Linked DNA regions of Mus musculus: region 2 is linked to region 1. A link is a contact called in public HiChIP or PLAC-seq data. All regions are on one chromosome and are shown on one strand. Each heading gives the region's core, a stretch centred on a gene start, on an enhancer-like site or on the middle of the called end of the contact. The rest is flanking DNA. Distances are from core to core; before and after follow the strand shown. Region 1 overlaps Gm20517 (predicted gene 20517). Region 2 has its middle 23 kb from the start of Tfeb.

Region 1 (2,946 bases), core at 227-2,726:
TCCAGAGCTGTTAAACAGGGAAACTGTCTTAGAAAAGCAGAGGTGGGGGGAGATGGAGAGAGAGAGAGAGAGAGAGAGAGAGAGAGAGAGAGAGAGAGAGAGAGAGAGAGACTTGAGTACTCAAAGCTCAGCACTCAGGAGCAGGGATTTGAGAGAGATCTCTGTCCTGGTTGGGTATTTTGTCAGTTTGACACAAGCTACAGTTTTCTGGGAAAAGATATCTATTCCTCTGATTTACATCTGATTTTGACATAAATAAGGTTTTAAGAGAATGGCAGGGGGCTGGAGAGGTGGCTCAGTAGCAGAGTTCTTGTTTAGTATACAGGGTCAGTGGTTAATCTTCGCACAATAAAGGGATGGAGGGAGACAAAGAAAACATGGAGGGGACAGAGGAGAGGGAGAGTGAAAATGAAAGAGAAAGAACATATGTGAGTGAATTTTATCCCTTGATGCTGACTGGTGTTCAGTCAGGTGAACCAGTGCTGGAAACAGTATACAAGTATTGAATTAAGGGGAGACGGAATTGCTTTATTAGTTTATTTTGTTTTGTTTTTGTTTTTATTTTTTATTTTTTACACTCCATATTTTATCCCCACCCCCCCACCCCACCCCACCCCACCCCGTCCCTCCCAGGTCCCTTCCTTCCTCTGCTCTTGTGATTGCTTTCTTCCAGAATACTCAAGATACCGTCCACAGAACTCAAAAAGGTCCACAAGCTGAGGTGCCCACGTGAGGATGCCTCAGTTTCACTTGGGAGGGAGAAGAAAGCAATCACCAGTGCGGTTTTTGTTTTTTTAGATAGAGTCTCTATTGTGTAGCTCTGGCTGTTCTGGACAGAGATATATAGAAAGGGCTGAGCTCAGACTCACCGGAGATCCACCTGCCTCTGCTAGGGTTAAAGGCTGGGGTTAGCATACTAAGTAGAAGTGGGAATTTTAATAGGTGTGAATTTTTTGCTTGGGTGAAGATGAACATGTCTTTGACATTTGTCTGAATATCTTATAATTACATCATATGCTACATGTTCTAGAGAACAATCCTATAGTTATATCATCTGCTACATGTTCTAGAGAATGGATTTCAGTTGTCACAAGGTTTACTGCTATGCCACTGGTCATCTTATTTTTATTAATTAATTTTGAGATAGAGTTTCTCTGTGTAGCCCTGGCTGTCCTAGAACTCGCTTCTCTTCTGACACTTTCAGAACCAGAAGCTGTATGGGCAGCAAGATGGCTCAGCAAGTATGAGTGCTTGCTGCAAAGCCTAACAACCTGAGTCTGATGACCCAGAACCCACACTGGGGAAGGAGAACTGACTCCTTCAAGCTGTCCTCTGACTTCTACATGTTGTAGCACACACATACACACACACACACACACACACACACACACACTCACTCACTCTAGAGGTGTCAGCCTAAAGCTCTCTGGCATGCCTGGTTCATGACTGAGCCTGGTGCAGTTCCGGGTTTGACTGCCTTGAGAGCACACCAGGGACTTGGCTTGCTGGAACTATAAACCTGCTCTCTGGAAGCCCTCAAGCAGCTGCTCTGTCCCTTCTGAGCAGATCTGTGAGAGCTGCGCTCGCTCCCTCCCTCCCTCCATGTGAGCCGCTGTGCAGTGTGCTCACTTGCTCTTTCCTACACTAGAACCCTACAGGAGCAATTAAAAAGAATTCTCAAAGACAATAATATAGTAGGGCTGGAGAGAGCTCAGTACTTACTGCTCTTGCAGAGAAGCCGGCCTCAATTCCCAGCACCCATTCGGTGGCTTACAACCATCTGTAACTTCAGTTCCACTGGATTCAACAGGTACATAACATGCATGCAGGCAAAACATCCATACATATAAATTAAATTTAAAGAAAATCTTTTTTTTTAAAAATGAAAGCAATATAATAAAAAAATTGAAAACTCTAATGGGTGGGAGGTACTTTTTTTTTAGTGGTGCAGTCAAATAAATTCCCTTCACCCTGCAAACAACCCTAATGAAACTCTGAGTCACCACAAAAGTAAAAGGAAATGGAGCAGGAAATGGGGCTGGTTAGTTGGGTAAATACCTGTGGACACCTATCCTCTTAGTAATAAGACTAAGTTAAAGAATGCAGATGTAGAGAGTCACATCTGATCCTTTGCAAGTAATGACAGTCACTGACCAGCAGTTGCTGTGCAGCCAACAGATCCTCACCAGCTATACATCCCAGCCTAAGACTTACAGCCACTGGCCTCACATTGCCCACTTGGCACAGCTTGCCCCTGCCATCTTGTTCAGAAAGAAAGTAGCCCCCCCACCCCACCCCCAAGCCGGGCGTGGTGGCGCACGCCTTTAATCCCAGCACTCGGGAGGCAGAGGCAGGTGGATTTCGGAGTTCGAGGCCAGCCTGGTCTATAAAGTGAGTTCCAGGACAGCCAGGGCTATACAGAGAAACCCTGACGAGAAAAAAACAAAAAACAAAACAAAACATAAAAAAAGAAAGTAGGCCCCCTACGTGAATCTGCTCCTGTGATTCTGTCCCCAGCAGAGCTATGCTTTTTGAAGTTACATTTCAGTGTGTCTTCAAAGTCTTTCTTGGGCAAACTCTGCTTGATTTTCCCCTGTTCACCCAGCAGCTACTCGGCCATGTGAAGCAGAGACTTTCAGAAAGGGCATGAAAATGGCTGCCAACATGTCTGAGCTCAGTACTGCAGGTCCTCAAAGCCTCCGGTTGTGCAAGCAGACAGTTAAAGCCATACCTCAATGGCATGGTAGGTTGTGTGGAACTAAGTGGTTGGGCTTCATTTGACGAGAACTAGCCACAACCCAGAGTAATCATTTTCCCAGACATACTTTGTCTGTTACCTGTATCATTTGACCAGAAACGAGGGGAGTTTGTGTCTGCCCAAAGGACCTTACAGGAGCCAGGTAGGCTAGGTTTGTTCACAGTGACTTCTGATCTGAAGGGAGGCCT
Region 2 (2,895 bases), core at 144-2,643, 110 kb after region 1:
ATGCACCTATGTACACACTCACACACAAACACATGCACACCTATATACACATATATACACATGTACACATCCACACACACATCTGTACACATACATCCACACAAATGCACACATACACATCTATCCATACATACACCTCTATACATCTGAACACACACACACACACACACCTATACACACACACACACAGATCCATATACACACATACACACACACACACACACCTATATACACACATACCTATATACACACACATCCATCCACACACATCCACTCACACACACATGGATTATGCATGTTCTACTGTGTGAGGCTGACAGGATGCCCGTGACTACTCTTGCTTGGCTAGGAAAATGGAGGCCTTTGCCCTTCGGAAAATGAGCGACCTGTCATCTATCTGTGTCTCAGGGGCAAAGGTTGTCACTGTGACTTTTATTTGTGACCTTTGGGGAGTGTGGGCTGCACATTTGTGTAATCTGTTGTGGAGCCTCAGAGGGAGCAAGGGCAGCAAGCTCCTGTCACCAGGTGCCTTCCCAGCTCAGGAGAACGGAAAGTGATCTCAGCAAAGGGCCGAAGCCTGAGGTACCACGTTGGCTTCCTCCCTTCCCCATGCCCACGGGAGCTTCACTCTCACTCCCTGCTCGAACCCTGCTTGTTCCTGGGGGACATGGCTGCCTTTTCCTGCAGTTTAATGCCCCTATCTGTGGAGCTTCAGCCTGCAGCCAAAGGAGGCATGGAGGCCCAGAGTGCAGGCACTGGCGATCCCTGCCCCAGAGGAAGTGGCCGGACGAAGTCCAGTCTGGGACACTGTGGTCAACACCTGATACCGTCTGAGTGATTTTCTGCCTTGAGACCTGCCAGGGAGAGGAGCAGGCAGCTGAACCTGCCCACGGCCTGCTTGGCATGCTGGCTACAGCCAGCTGGTGACTCATTCCCCCAGGGAGGATGCCCAGTACAGGCTATATGGCCAGAGGTCCGGGGTGCCTCAAAAAACCTGTGCAAGTGAAGCCCACACTGGGCAGGCTGTGGAGGGAGCAGAAAAGTCCCACATGTGGGGCCAGGCCACTCTCTTGTCCCTCTGCCCTCTCCGTCACTGGGACTACAATCCCAGGATACACTGTCTCTGTCATGCAAAATCCCTCACAAGAGAGCAGGCAACTAGCGGAGATTCAGGAGTCCCTCTTCCTAGTGGCCTGTTTGCCTTCTCCTCCCTGGACCAAGGCTAGGGAGTACTTGCCTATCCCTGTAGCCTTTTCTCCAGCCTGCTGCCCAGGAGGGGTGGGAGGCTCTCTTCGGGGAAATGAATTCTTGGCCGGAGCCCAGATGCTGGCCTGCCTAGCTTTGCTCCAGGGTGATGCTGGGTGTACACACAGCCCCATTGTGTGCCTGGGCCTCAGGCCTGCGTCATGGGCCTGGCACCAGCACTATCAACACCAGCACTGGCTCCCACAAGGGCCTGAGCCCTCAAGCTCTGGTGAGGGGGCAGGGGCGCTGGTGATTAGGAGAGACTTCTGTGGTGGGGCCAGGGGTGCGGAGTTGCTTGACTGCTGGTCCCCGAGTTCAGGCTGGACCCCCCAGCTCTTCACAGCCAAGCTTGGAAAAAGCAAGGCAAACTTCTTCCCGAGAAACAGCTTCGTCTGGGATCTGAAGGGAACCAGATACGTGAGGACATAGAGCCCCCATGTGCTCTGTAAAGCAAAGGGAATAGTAATCAAGGGTGGTATGGTTGGTGGGGGCAGCAAGCCTCCAAGGCTAGAAAGCAGGCTCTGCCTCAGTTTCCCTATGCCAGCTGTATTGTATATACCCTACCAATAAGGGAAAGTTGTACAGAGGTGAGCTGTGGCCAAGACTGGGCTTAGAATCTCTCTCTCGAGCTCTATAGGCTGGGCCTGAGCCCCCTTCCCAGGCCTAGTTCCACTGGCAAACAGGACATCCTGCCTCTGGATGCTTCTATTCTGAGAGTTTGGCTTGAGTCTCTGTAGCTCCTCAGGTTTCTAGCCTGAAGGGGGCCTCTGTAGCAAAGGAACCTGCCATGAGCCACCTGGCTCCCAGCAAGAAGGGTCCCACCCTGCCTTACACTCAAGCTGAAGGCCAAAGGGAGAGTCCCCAGACATGTCCCCTGTGGGGTCCCTGTTTTCACCTCCTTAGTTGTACCTAGTCCAGGAGCCCCAGTCCCCAGGCCCATCTTCCTAGCTGCCTTGCCCATCCTGGGCATGAGGCCCGGCATCTTCCTTCAGTACCTCAGCAAAGGGACAGGGAATTCCTTAAAGGTGCCTGTGAGACTGAGATGCCAGGATTGGCGCATGGGGACAGGTGGAGATGGTAGGAACTAGAAGGAGACGCCCAGGGTGGTGTCTGTCCCGGAGTCTCCCCCCGTGCTGCTCGGACGTACTGCTCCGTTTATACCTTTCCCAACACCCTGCCATTGTGTCCTCCCCTCATGACACAGCAGTGGATAAAACAAGCTCTCAATGCATGAGCATGGCAGGCGTGACCCAGAGGGTAGCATTGGGTACTGGAAGGATTGTGGGTGGTGCCGAGGAAGAGAAGCACCAGGAAAGGCCTTGGAAAGCTCACACACTAATCAGAAACCGGGGCAGGGGACTAGAAGTTCGGGTCAGCTGTTCTGAACACATGTTGCTCTTACAGAGGACCCAGGTTTGATTCCCGACACATGGTGGCTCGCAGCTATCTGTCTTTCCAGTTCTAGGGGACCCAACACTCTCTTCTGATCCCTGCAGGCTCTGGGCATGCACGTGGTACACATACATACATACATTCATGCATGCATGCATGGAAAAGACACACTCATGAAATAAAAAAAAAATTCAAACATTGGACAGAGACTTCTCAGTGCCTCAGCTTCTCAACATCTTCTTCTTCATTACCATCTTC

Evidence for each region. HiChIP or PLAC-seq counts read pairs in DNA pulled down with a chosen protein or histone mark.
Region 2: a contact with region 1 is called in an HNF4G HiChIP or PLAC-seq map of pancreatic cancer cells. The contact joins two enhancer-like sites. A contact is called at or near these places in 1 of 484 Hi-C or Micro-C datasets (the Ba/F3 cell line), 4 of 115 datasets of contacts at active chromatin or transcription factors (the HPC-7 cell line, embryonic stem cells, extraembryonic endoderm stem cells and 1 more) and 2 of 9 other capture datasets (adipose tissue and liver).

The regions. Positions count from the first base shown.
Region 1 is chr17:47,652,280-47,655,225 of GRCm38.p6, forward strand. The region is part of intron 3 of Gm20517 (predicted gene 20517); the gene reads left to right. The region is part of intron 2 of Usp49 (ubiquitin specific peptidase 49); the gene reads left to right. Among named protein-coding and RNA genes, the nearest start is that of Usp49, 23 kb to the left of the region's middle. Within about 2 kb of position 1,477, at least 21 of the 459 cell types and tissues checked have an H3K27ac peak or open chromatin away from gene starts, as enhancers often do. A contact at or near this core is called in pancreatic cancer cells, where this site is marked.
Region 2 is chr17:47,761,793-47,764,687 of GRCm38.p6, forward strand. It overlaps a transcript of Tfeb not described here. Among named protein-coding and RNA genes, the nearest start is that of Tfeb, 23 kb to the right of the region's middle. Within about 2 kb of position 1,394, at least 163 of the 459 cell types and tissues checked have an H3K27ac peak or open chromatin away from gene starts, as enhancers often do. A contact at or near this core is called in pancreatic cancer cells, where this site is marked.